Regions from separate parts of the Sus scrofa genome. Here region 1 is linked to region 2. Evidence: chromatin contacts called from public Hi-C data. All regions are on one chromosome and are shown on one strand. The core of a region is the stretch at or near the end of the contact, and the rest is flanking DNA. Distances in the headings are between cores, read along the strand shown.

Evidence for each region. A called contact is a pair of places that touch in the nucleus more often than the background predicts.
Region 1: a contact with region 2 is called in a Hi-C map of skeletal muscle, with 2.7 times the contacts expected there. The contact joins two enhancer-like sites. A contact is called at or near these places in 4 of 47 Hi-C or Micro-C datasets (embryonic fibroblasts, fetal skeletal muscle and skeletal muscle) and 1 of 2 datasets of contacts at active chromatin or transcription factors (alveolar macrophages).

Annotation. Positions count from the first base shown.
Region 1 is chr13:110,406,962-110,412,797 of Sscrofa11.1, reverse strand. No RefSeq gene overlaps it. Among named protein-coding and RNA genes, the nearest start is that of TMEM212, 4.5 kb to the left of the region's middle. Within about 2 kb of position 2,822, at least 24 of the 83 cell types and tissues checked have an H3K27ac peak or open chromatin away from gene starts, as enhancers often do. A contact at or near this core is called in skeletal muscle, where this site is marked.
Region 2 is chr13:110,322,754-110,329,149 of Sscrofa11.1, reverse strand. The region is part of intron 1 of PLD1 (phospholipase D1); the gene reads left to right. Among named protein-coding and RNA genes, the nearest start is that of PLD1, 50 kb to the left of the region's middle. Within about 2 kb of position 2,384, at least 44 of the 83 cell types and tissues checked have an H3K27ac peak or open chromatin away from gene starts, as enhancers often do. A contact at or near this core is called in skeletal muscle, where this site is marked.

The DNA.
Region 1 (5,836 bases), core at 1,573-4,072, 83 kb before region 2:
AGTCTTTCTCTCCCCCCCTCCACCAATGCCACTAGGTAAGTTCTACAAGGGCAGAGGCCTCCTATGGTTTAATAAATCCCCTTCTTAAGACATCCCCAGCATCCAGAATTATGTCTAGTTCCAAGTAGATACTCAGGCCCCCCTTGTTGAATTAACTAGTGAATACATTTGCCTTTCCAGACTTCCCAGCTACACATTTGCCTCCCCTGCCCCAGGTCTGCCCCATGTAGGTCTGTGTGTGTATACCATGGCCAGAGTGTGCTAATGCTAGTGTGTCCCCTTGTTACAGAGGCAAGGGATCTGGGCTGAAGAAAGACTGATTTGTGTTAATGTTTGGTTTGAGCTGTTTTGACTTTTTCCTTTACTTTTTATCTCAAGGTTATAGCTACATGGTATGTCAATCTACTGTGGGTCAGATCACTCTCTCCTGTTTGCATGCTTGGAAGATAAAGGCTGTTGAAATACTCATGTTAAACAGTACAAAGATGGCAAACAACGAGAATATTTTTTGTTTTAATTTGGGGGGGGGTGGCTTTTTCAGTGTTTGTGACACTGACAGGCTAACCCTGACTCTGCCATTGTGACCTGTAAACCTACATTTATCAGTGATTAGACGGTTTGTCCCCATTTACTATAACAAAGACGAGGGACAGAGGCAGAACTAGGGATTTTTCTGTGGGTTTTCCTGGCTACAGAAAACCTTTCCCCACTAATTTCATTAAAGCAAGAGGACTTTCAGGGAGGGCAGCTACCAGGAAAGGAGAGAAAGTGTCGTTCTGCTCCTGGCCCGGGGGTTCCTCTCAGATTGGCCACATCTCCAGTTCCAGTGTCCTGCAGCCAGTGAGGCTCACAGGGCCCCTCCAGGCCCCCTCCCTCTCTCTTGGCACTAACTTACTGGAAGGCGGGTCTGTAATCCCCGGTGGAGATGGTGTTTGTCAAGGTCTCTGCAGGCTGCTTTGCAGATCCTTCACTCCCCCCCTCCCCCCTGGCCCCGGGAGGGAGAATCCCAGCATCTTGGCTGGGGGAGAATGCTATAAGTGCCACCAAACTCACCAATCTATCTTTACCACTGAAAAAATAAAAGCCCCCCAAACCAATTGACATTTAGATTCCAACACTCGCCCATCCACCCCCTGGAAAAAAAAAAGAAAAGAAAAGAGAAGAAAAGAAAAGAAAATGTACCCTGGATCCCCAAAGAGGTGTGATAATGTCAGCAATGCTGTGGGGGAAAGCCGATTTGGACTTTCTCCACCTCTCTAGACACACATCTTCACACGTGAGCCCTAGAAACAGCAGCTGTGTGTGTTCAAGTCTTGGGGGTTATTTTCATTTTTTTTTTTTAAGTAGGTTTCAAAGCTACAGAAGGGGTCCATATTTGCCAAGATGAAAGAAGCTGGCGCTCTAAACGAGAGATGGAAAGAAAATGCTTTATTTCCCTGGCAGCTTCAAGTGACTAGCTTCATTTGTTTACACGTTAGAGAGGTGGTTCCTGTAGCGGAAAGAACATGGCCTTTGGCATTAGAAAGACCTGGGTTTGATATTGAGGATTCCATCTGCTATATACAAAAGGAGTGAAAAAAATTGGAAAATTAATAATCTGCTCACCCTAGCGCAGAAACAGATTCAAGCACAACGGATACCTTTACCATGGAAAATACGGCAGTCACCATCTTAACTGAGCACTGGAGCTTTGTATCACCAACCTCAAGACAAACTGACCTCGTTGACCCCTGATAGGATGCAGTGGAAGGACACACCATCACCTGTGTAGTGTTTTCGGTAAAAATGTTTAACCTGAATCTAATCACAAAGAAACTACGCAACTCAGATTACTGGGACATTTTACAAAGTGCTAGCCGGGACTCCTCAAAACTGCCCATATCATGAAAGATAATAAAAAGGTGACTGGGACAATTGGGAAATTTAAATGTGGAGTTTTTATTAGATCACACCAGTAAGTCAATGTTAAGTATCTTGGGAGTAGGGATGGCATTGTGGTTGCATACGGGAATGTCCTGTCAGTGAAACAAGGTAAGTTCATGTTCTTTCTGCTTGCTTTCAGCTTTTCTGTAGGTTTGAGCATTTCAAATTAAAAGATGGGAGGAAGTAAAGGGGGGGAGATCTATAGCTTTAGTAATGTGCAAAAAAATGAGCATGCTGCTCAATAATCTTTGAGAATATTGCTCAATGTAGATGACAGTACAAAGACTGTAAGGCAAAAACAACTTTGATCCCTTCTGTACCAAGGTGAACCTGTCTTCCTAGCATAGGAACGATGGTGAGGTTGCAGAGCTCACTCATACAGACACACAGGTGGATGTGTTTCATACACTTTTTTGTCTTACCAAATACTGCAGGTTCCTAACCGGCTTAAAAATGCTTCCAATGTTCATTCATAATACATACTTCCCTCTGCTTTTCACTGGCTGTTCAATTTCAACTTTGAGTGAACCCTCTCTTCTCATGATGGCTTGGGGTTTAAGGAGAGCAAAGTTCAGTGTTTATCATCCCTCACTGGGAATTGTCAAATTGAAAGGCTTTCAGTCGGCAAGATGTTTGGACCAAAATAGGGATTTGTACATCAACTTGTACTGACCTAATTCAGATTTTTATCTGCCTTTTGTATATCAGACCCTCAAATGTGTTTTGAAATCATCTGGAGTTTATCAGAGTTTTCCCCTGTTTTTGCAAAGCAAAACAACTTAAGTGTGTCACCCGGCAAACTTGTGCAGATTTGCTGTTGGTTGGCTCTCCCAAGCTCTGCAGCTGGAAGGAAACACTCTTATTGGCAGACGTGCTGTGCCAGGCAGCCTCCTACAGGCTACTGTGGAGATGTCTGTCTTTTGGAAAGGCCGTTCCTATCCTGTTTTATCATGGAGATAGAGGAGCCTCAGATAGAACTGATTGTGACAGCCGTGGTGATTGATTGGTGCTTTGGCCACCAAGGAGAGGGGATGAAACTAAGAAAACAGGAAGAGAGAAAACAGTGGGGGTGTCTGGGGAAAAGAGGTGGGGAAAAGATGGAGAGGAGGGAAGGACAACAAGAGGAGTCAGGACATAGAGGAAAACATTCCTGAGGCCAAAAACAGCTTCTTGCGTCACTCACAGATCCAAAGCCTGGGTCTGGACAGAGTTGATTCCGGGACAGAGGAGCGATGGGAGCCATGGGCCGTCTGTGTCCATTTTACGAGAGAGTTGTAGGGAGGACAAAAGGGACAAATTAGGGGGAAAGGGGGGGGGAGCAGAATGAGAAAGAAGCTGCTTGAGTGTTCTGAAATGTTCTCAGATGATGCTTGTTTTTTAAGTTGTTTTAGGGACAAACCTCTAAGTCCTTTTATATGGGAAATGTATATTCACTCAGTTCCTTGTCTTGGCATTTTTGAAAAAGAAAAGAACCAAATTGTTCAATGAGAAACTAAACACCATTTTTGGGTCTAGTTATACCCAGGTAAAAGGCAAAAGTTAGGGAAGAACAGTGAGATGTGTTCACTAAAGCCCTCTACGGTTGTCATTGTTATTCCCATTTTACAGATGGCAAATCTGAGGCTCTAAGATAATAAATAACGAAAGTGACCCAACTAATTAGTGTTGAATCCTTGCTTTGAACTCAGGAATACCTGACTCTGAAGTTTATAATTTTTGTCTGTCTCTAGTAGATCATTATACAGGTGTACTCCATCTTTTTAAACGCCTATGTACATCTGAAAATTGAGCCATGAAGTATCAAGGCACATAGGGCTGCACTCAATTCAAAGATGATGCTGCATACGCACAAAGGAGACCTGATTAGAACTGCTGATTCCACTCCCAGTTACAAAAAAATAAATTAACCAAGAAGTGAACAAAGAGATTCCTTGCTATTTCTTTTCTAAAAATTAGAACAAGGAGGGAACTAAAACCAAAGTTTCTTTTCTGCGTATTGATGTAAAAATCCCAGAATTTCTATCCAGAGCATTGCCAGGGCTGGTTTTCCATTCTGCAGTGCTTCATGTGTGGGCTCTTGCCCTTAATGTGGAGATGGACGGGGATGGTTACCGTATGGAATGTTCCTGAACATCTGTTTGAGGGAGTGTGGGCTAAAACAAATGAACATGATGAGGAGCAGCCTGGTGCAGCAGAAAGAGACCAGGGCTGTATGACCTTGAGTAAATTAAAGCCTCTTATAATCTTTGTGTCCTCAGGAACATGTGGAGGTTAGACCAGATAATTTCTAAGACTCCTCCATATCTAAGATTCCATGGCTTAAAATAAATCCCAAGGGAGCAAACGTACCTAAGTGGCCAAATTGCCTGTCCCTAAGAAGCCTTTATCTGGAAGAATGTTATCTGCTTGAGGACTGGGAACTTCCAACTAGAGCTTCCCCTCTATCTGGTATGAGCAGTGGGCAACTGGTTCTTACTGGACAGATTTCACCCAGAGTTCCTCCAAGGAGCCTCACTTTGACCTTTGTGGCACACAAATAGCCAGTAAATGGAAGCCAACATCCACCAGCTGGACAATTCAAAGGCTCCAAGAAACAAATTGGTGATCTCAGCCCAGCTCTGGTGACTATGTTATAAAATAATGAAAACTTGTCAACAAGCACAGCAGAGGCTAAGGAGGGCAAGGATTGAAGGAACATAAAACCAAATCACTTTTCCTTCCCAGCTTCTTGAAAAGGGATGAAAAGCTGGGAGGGAACTGATAGCAAACCTTTCAGGCATGGAGTTCCTGGTGTAGATAAATGGAGAGATGAGAATTTAATGAGGATGTGGACGTGGCAGAGAACACAAAAGCAAATCCCCGTCCACTGGCCAAAAGGGACTAGGTTGAGTGAACTTCTTGAAACCAGTTTCTGATTAGTCAGAAAACAAAGCCTTACCTAGCTTTCCGAGCAACAGTTGAAATATCAGCAGCCTCATTTCCTATATATTTTAAAATATAGGGAAGCAACTTAAACTAAGTATGTACAAACCACTGATTCACTCCCTTGCTTCATCCAGGCCTCTGCTCAAAGGGCCCCTCATCACAGACCAGCCCTCGTCAACCTTTTCTTCATCCTTTTTCTGAGCTTACTCATTACCACATGATTTTATTCTTCCTAGCTTTTGGCTCACTTGATTTCTATGCGTCTTCCGAACTAGAATGAAAACTAGTTGGACACAGAGGCCAATACTTTGTTTTGTTCACTACAACACCCCAGAGCCAACAACAGTGCTGGACTCACAGTAGATGTTTAGAAATGATGAATGAATGAATGAATTTATGAAGTCACTGCTTATCACAGTCGCTAGTTTATACAGACTGTTTTGCTGTGAAAGCTAGCTCTTCAGGCTTTCACCTAAAAATATTTAATTTCTTGCTACCTTAAATCTCTCCATCCCCTCTCCATGAAAATCCACACAGAAACACAAGGAAAAGCTTCCCGGTTAGCTCACCCAGCTGTGAGACTGCACTGTGACACTTCCGCATTGTATGCAGATCATGGGAGAGGCACCCTGAAGTCACCATCCTGCGATTCTTTTGGCCTGAGGACACCAGCCCCTGACATACTGCCACATGACATTGTGTGTTTTAAAGGAAAAGACACAAGATCACAGACTAACTGCTTAAGTCCAGCAGGAACTTCTGCCTCTGAAAGAAAGCTCTCATGCACATTTTTCCTCCACTGGTGATGCCAGCTTTTAAAGCAGTTCATGTTCATGGTGATCTATCTAATTTAACGGTTTTTATGTATCTCTGCATATTCAAAGGTTTTATCTATTTCTTTATCTGACCACTTTCCATAAATAGTAAGTATTTTCCCCGGTCTATAGACAAATGAAATAACAAAGACATAGAAAACTTGTGCTCCAGA
Region 2 (6,396 bases), core at 1,135-3,634:
TGCCTCTGCCTGAGGGTCCCTTACCTGTCCTATGTGGTAACAGGTCTCAGTTCTGTGGCTGCTTGGCTGGAAAGCCTTTCCCAACCTGTTCCTTCATGAGAATCTGGCAGGGTTTTACATGTGGTTTGCATGCATGTGGGAGGACAGAGTTATCAAAGTATGTGGTTAGCAGCACTGAATGACCTGGGTTCTAATCCCAGCTCCACTACTAGCAGTTTGGTCTTTGCAAGGTGCTTACCCTTTAGATGCCTCTGTTTTCTCATCTGTGAAACTGGTATAATAATGGAGTAGTGTGATTTAAATGAATTAATCTTATAAAGCACTTAAACCATGCCTAGCTTATAGTGAGAGCTTAGACATTAACTGTTATCATTAGTTTTAGTTTCAGAAATATGGCTTGAACTCATTTAAAAAATCCTACTATACTGTTGTTTTTGCAGGAGTTTTAGTAAAGATTGCAGTGTAATTTGAAACCCTGTTCTTTTTTTTAATTTAATTTTTTGGAGCATAGTTGATTTACAATGTTGTATTAGTGAAACCCAATATTTAACTGTTCCTCAACTTCATTGAGGTTGATATCAGATGTCGATTTTAGGAAAAATAACATATATGAGACAAAAAGAAATACTTTTTGAAAGAAAGAAAGATTCCTGGGGATACAACCTTTTAACAGAATGATGGAGACACCATCCTACCAGCAGTTAGCTGGTTGGGGATTTACCTATAGTTCTTCCATTTCAGAGGTTATATTGTCCTCACAGGAAATTTCTTTGCAGCCCTTTGGGTAAAGGAGAAATCAATATTATTTATCAGAGGACTTCTCTGGGAATGCAAATCATCATATGCTTGCAACCAGATCCACATAAAGGAGATGGTTTTGAATATAATTACTTTTTTTGTATTTTCATATCCTCTATAAATATTCCCCCCTGGGAGAAAAAACTTTTCATAATTACTACCACACATTGTATTTAACATTAATATGCTCCTATCACTGATCCTTTTCTTCCTTTTTGTTTTTCTTCCAACATCACGGTATTATATTCTGAGGTTTAACTATTTCAGTTTTTCCTTAATTTGGCCACCAGGTGGGGCACTGGCTCCTTTATAACGTCTGGACAGACCGGCTAGAGTTTGGTTTCCTCACTGAGATGGCTGACTTGCCCCTCCTCATTCTGAAGGGACCCCCTGGAGAAACTGTTGAGCCTTGTCTCTGGGAGTAGGTGGGGGAAACTGGTTGGGCCAGTGTTAGATCTGAGGGAATCTCAGGGCTTTTCAGGCCTGATCTTGTTGGGTTAGTAATAATAGTGGCTTACATTTCATAGGTTTTGAGTAACTTGAATTTTGCCAGAAATACATGTAAACCTACTTGGCAACAAGTGAATCAAGTTTTCCTCAGATTATCTGGTCCCATCTTGATGGCTCAAAAGAAACGTTAAATGTGGCAACCTTGACTGTTATGTTAAACAGGTCTTATTTAAATAAAATAGAAATTGTGGAAGCAAACCATTGCATTTAAAACTGTTCTTGGAGGTGAAAACTAGGGGAAAATTGTGTATAATGCGAATACTTAATGTTAAAAAGCAGATTATGAATTTTTGCTTTTTCTTCAGCAATATGCTGAAACATTATTGACTGTTTTAAGATATCAATGCCTTATGGAATTATCAATTACATTTTTCTAGAATGAAAAACAAATTTAAATTTCTTGCTTTGAAACCCTCATAAGTCATAGTAAGTCCCAATTTAAACCATAAAAAAACTACAAAACTCCCAGCCAAATTTACCACCCCCCAAACTTTTAAATTTTATAATCTACCTGTAGATGGTAAAACTGAATTAGGAGTGATTACCAGATTTATAGACACTAAGTCAGAATCGGAAGTTAGAAGGCTCTTTGATAAGCATTCCTCTTAAACTTGATTTTTAGAGTTTAGTGATTAATTAGGTTTCATGCTTATGTAATGTATTATAAAAATCTAGAACTAGTGGTAGTATGTGACTGTGATTCTCAGAAATAATAATTTCATGTGTCCCTTTTAGGCAATGTGAAATTATACTGCTATATGTCCCATCACCACCACTGCCAACTTGGGCAATAATATACAACTCGTTTATTGGCCCTAAGGGAGGGCAGACTGTATTCTTCTTGTTTAAAATGAATGAGTTGCTTTAGTACAGCGACTGAGAGGAGAGAAGGGAGTGAGAGTGCTCTTTGTTTAAGTTGGTGTGTTACAGTTTTCTTGGGCAGCAAGTATGAAAATGAAGCCCAAGCCTTAGCTCATTCTGCATGCGGGTTTTCTTTCTCACAGCAGCCCAGTGTCTATTTAACATATGGGAGTGGTTTCATGTTCATTACTAAAGCTTATAGGCTAAAGTGCTTTGTGGGCTTGGCTATGACTTAAGTTGCCTTTGGGGAGTCAGCCAGAAAACGGGGCTTGGGAACAGCCTGTCTGTGGACTCTCTGGGTAGTCAGTTTTTTTCCCCTCTCAGCTTTCAGCTGCTTTGGAGATTAGTTTCATAGTAAAGATTCTTTCTTTAAAGCAATATGAAGCGACTGCTTGCACAGGGGCACCAGGTTAGTAAATAACGTTTTGAACTTTCTGCTGCACAGGTCAGACTTTCTTTCTGTCCTCACAGGCGAAAACATGACAGTCAGCAGAGTGTTTGTGCTGTTGCTGTATTCTTTTAGAAAAGCGTATGAGTTCGTTGATCCTATGGAGGTTTGGGGGTTATGGCTCTCCTTATAACATATGCATTGTTGGACAGTAGATCATGCAGGTAGAAGCCGAGAGGAAATGACATGTATGTGCTGGATGTGCGGTCTAGAGAACAGTTCTTGTTTGTATGCATTCCCGGTTCCTTTTTCAGAATTCCTTTCTTGGTGTCTCCCCATTATATCTTCTAGGAATAACTATGCTCTTAAACACAGTTAATTTTACTTTTTGGGACATTAAGCAGCAGCACATTGCACCCCAGCCCGCGGTGTCGACCCTCACACACTTGTGCATGCTTGCCTGATCCATGGTTTTTCTCTGGGCCCTACTGCTTATAGTGACAGGGAACCAGAATATCATTTCAATTTTCTCTTTGAAAAGTCTGGCATTTTTCTAGAATGCCTCAGAAAATACCTGCACGACCGTTGCTGTGGACAGAGCATACAGATGGATTAAACTGGACTGAATCCCTTCCCTTGTCGTCACTGTTTTTATTCTTAAGGGATTCCTCCCAATCTGAGATGACTCTAGGAACAAACACGACTGTCAAGACGGAGTGTGCCTTGTAAGGCATAAAAGTATCGCTAATAATATGAAAGTAAAATTAAGTCAATAAAGCAAAGTATCAAGAGAATATCTTCCTTAATTTCAGTAACTTCAGCATCTAGAGAGCGATGTTACCTTTGTTCATTTGTCACGAAAGCAACCCAGCGTGAAATTGTTCCACAAGAGTAGTTCGATTTGATGGTGTTTTCAAGTTTGCAACACTTTATGAAGTAGATCGGCTTTTATGTTATTTTAAATATGCTTTAGTTCAAGGTAGGCACTAGTGTCTTAAAGTATATTAAGATGCTTCTATTATTGCCATTTTCATCTCTTTTTTTCTCCCCCAAAGGGAAATACAGTGTTTCAGAGAGGGTCTGTTCTCTTATGTTCTCTTCTGTTGGAAAATATAAAATTGAGGGAGAAAGGAGACAGAAGTAGGTACTTAAAAATTTTTGAGGTGATTTGCTAAACTTTAAAGATCCCAGTCCCATCTCTGCCGAGACTGCAGTTGTAAAGTTATGGCTCCACGCCGTCTCAGAATTGCAAAATCGATTGTACTTTATCCCCCCAAGACACAGCTGTACAGCTGTATTATTGCCCGGGCCTCTGCAGATATTTCCTTCAGCAGAAGTCGTCAAAAAAGCAGAGATTGCTATGACTTGCTTAATATATGCCATTATTGCAAATAATATGCTATCATTAATTATTGTATGCTATTAACTTAAATTTAAAGGAAGGCTTTTGTCAATCTGATTGTCGATCTACTTGATGATTTTAAAGGACAATGTTAAGATATTTTACGTGTTGATTTACTTGCTTGTGCTGAGTTGGCAGGGATAAAAGTCTTAAAAACTCACAAAGCTCATTTATGTCTGGTGGGTCTCAGTTTCTGTGTTCCCAAGTGCTTCACAGCCTTTCTTCTACAGATGATAACAAAACAAAATAGCACTGATTAGAAACAGAAATAAACAATGTGGCAGAGGACAAAATAAGAAGGGAAATTCCCTAAAAGCCAGATTTTAGGGTTTTCCCAGAGAATATTCATTACAATAAGTTTCCTCCAAATATGAGGGGGGAAAGACTGTGCAATAGAATGCTGAAAATCTGTAATTTGGAATGGAAGCAAATCTTATTCCTGATTCTAGGCTTGGCACACACATTGCAACTCCTGTTCTCATCTTGCCAGACTGGTTTAGTTTTGCTATATCTCTGCCTTTTGGCTAAAATCAAACAGGGACAGGCATTTTTCCCATTCCCTATCATCTAATTTTAAGTTAAGCTTTGAGCCAATTAATTTTTTTTTTTTTAGGGGCGCACCCCACAGCCTGTGGAGGTTCCCAGGCTAGGGGTCAAATTGGAGCTATAGCTGCCAGCCTATGCTACAGTCACAGCAACACCAGATCCGAGCAGTGTCTGCAACCTACACCACAGCTCATGGCAATGCCAGATCCTTAACCCACTGAGCAAGGCTGGGGATTGAACCTTTATCCTCATGGATGTTAGTCAGATTCATTAACCACTGAGCCACAGTGGGAGCTTGAGAGTCAATTAATTTTTACCCAGCATGCTTTCTTGCTAAGACTCAAGATACTCTGGATTTCTTCTAAATCTCAGATGGCTATGAACATAGTTGATGATCCAGAAGCATGTGATCCTTATTTTCTTTTAAAATGAATCTGAGCTTCGAAGTGGGAGGCAAATCCTTAGGTAAATTATTTCAACATGAATTGGCCCACTCCAAACTCATGAAACATCGGGAAGGTTGAATGTCAGTAGAAGATAAGAACTTGGAGGAAAGAAATCAATAACTAAGAGTCATTGTGCTGTTAGGAGTGGGTTTTCTAAAGACTGATAAACCTTGATAAATACTCGTCTGTTGGCCAGTTCCATTCACACCCCAGAAAGCTGTCATCCCTGCCTTCAGTCTTTGTTTTTGAGGTGCATGTTTTGGGAGCTGTTGGCTTTCAACCTGCAGTTTCTGGTTTTGTCAGATTTGTGTACCCCCCACCTCCCACCTTTACTGGTTCTTGCTCTTAACCTTGCTCATTGAAGATGCTGATATGCCTTGGTCTTGTGCTTACGTATCAGAGAGTGGGCCAGAAAGCAAGGGAGATTGTGATGCCACCCGCTCCGGAAATTCACTATTTTAGTAATGACAGTAAGTGCTAACTTCCCAGAGGGACCACAGAGGCTGAGGTCAGATTCTGCTCCCAGGGCTGTCTGACCATGTACTTCCCCAGGTTCCTCTTTCCTTCTGAAAAACCCAGTTTAAGTTTGACCCTCTGGCATTGCTGGGGGTGATGGGATTCATTCTCCTGGCAGAAGTAGTAGAGGCAGTGGTCAGAGTAATAATATCAACTCACACTCAAAAGGCATTTCCTAAGGGCAGTCCCTGTTGTCAGCCTCTTATTTAATCCTCACATCAACCTTAAGAGGTCAATGGTCTTTATTAGCCCCATTTTACATTTGATAAAACTGTCCCAGGAAGGTTACATAGTTCATCCTAAATCATAGCAACTAGTCAGCAGTCATGGTATTGTGCCTCAGAGGGGTGCTCTGGTGGGAAAAAATGGTACGGGAAGTTGATGTCTTTGGGCAATATAATCCAATCTTTATTATTGATGAGAAGCAACCATGTGAATACTGACATCTGTGCTGCTCTTCTTGCTCAAAGATGCTTCTCTTGACCCACGGTCGGCCCATGAGGCATGTCCTTTGTGTTCTTTTTCCACTGGATGGAAGGTGAGCTTGTGCTCTGCTTTCTCACATGTTCTGCTGGTGACCAGTGACAAGAACCAGTGGCCAGTGGCAGGATATAGAGCTTGCTCATGGTCAGCAAACGAGACCAATGGTGAGCAATCCACATGGAGAATAAGCCCATAGCTTTGAAAACTGTCTTTTAACTACATAAGCTGATCTTGGAACTTTTGAGACTTCTTCAGGCCAAAATAATAAAACCATTAAGGGTAGGAACTTGGATCTTTTGATTGTTTAGCTTTAATTTGCCCTGTATGAGTGTCCTCCTTATTCCTGCCCAGTATGATTTCCTGCTGATAATCAAAGGTCTTGTTATTTTGTCCATGTTTGAAGGCTTTCTGAGACTTAAAGGAAAGCCAAGAATATGAGATATGTA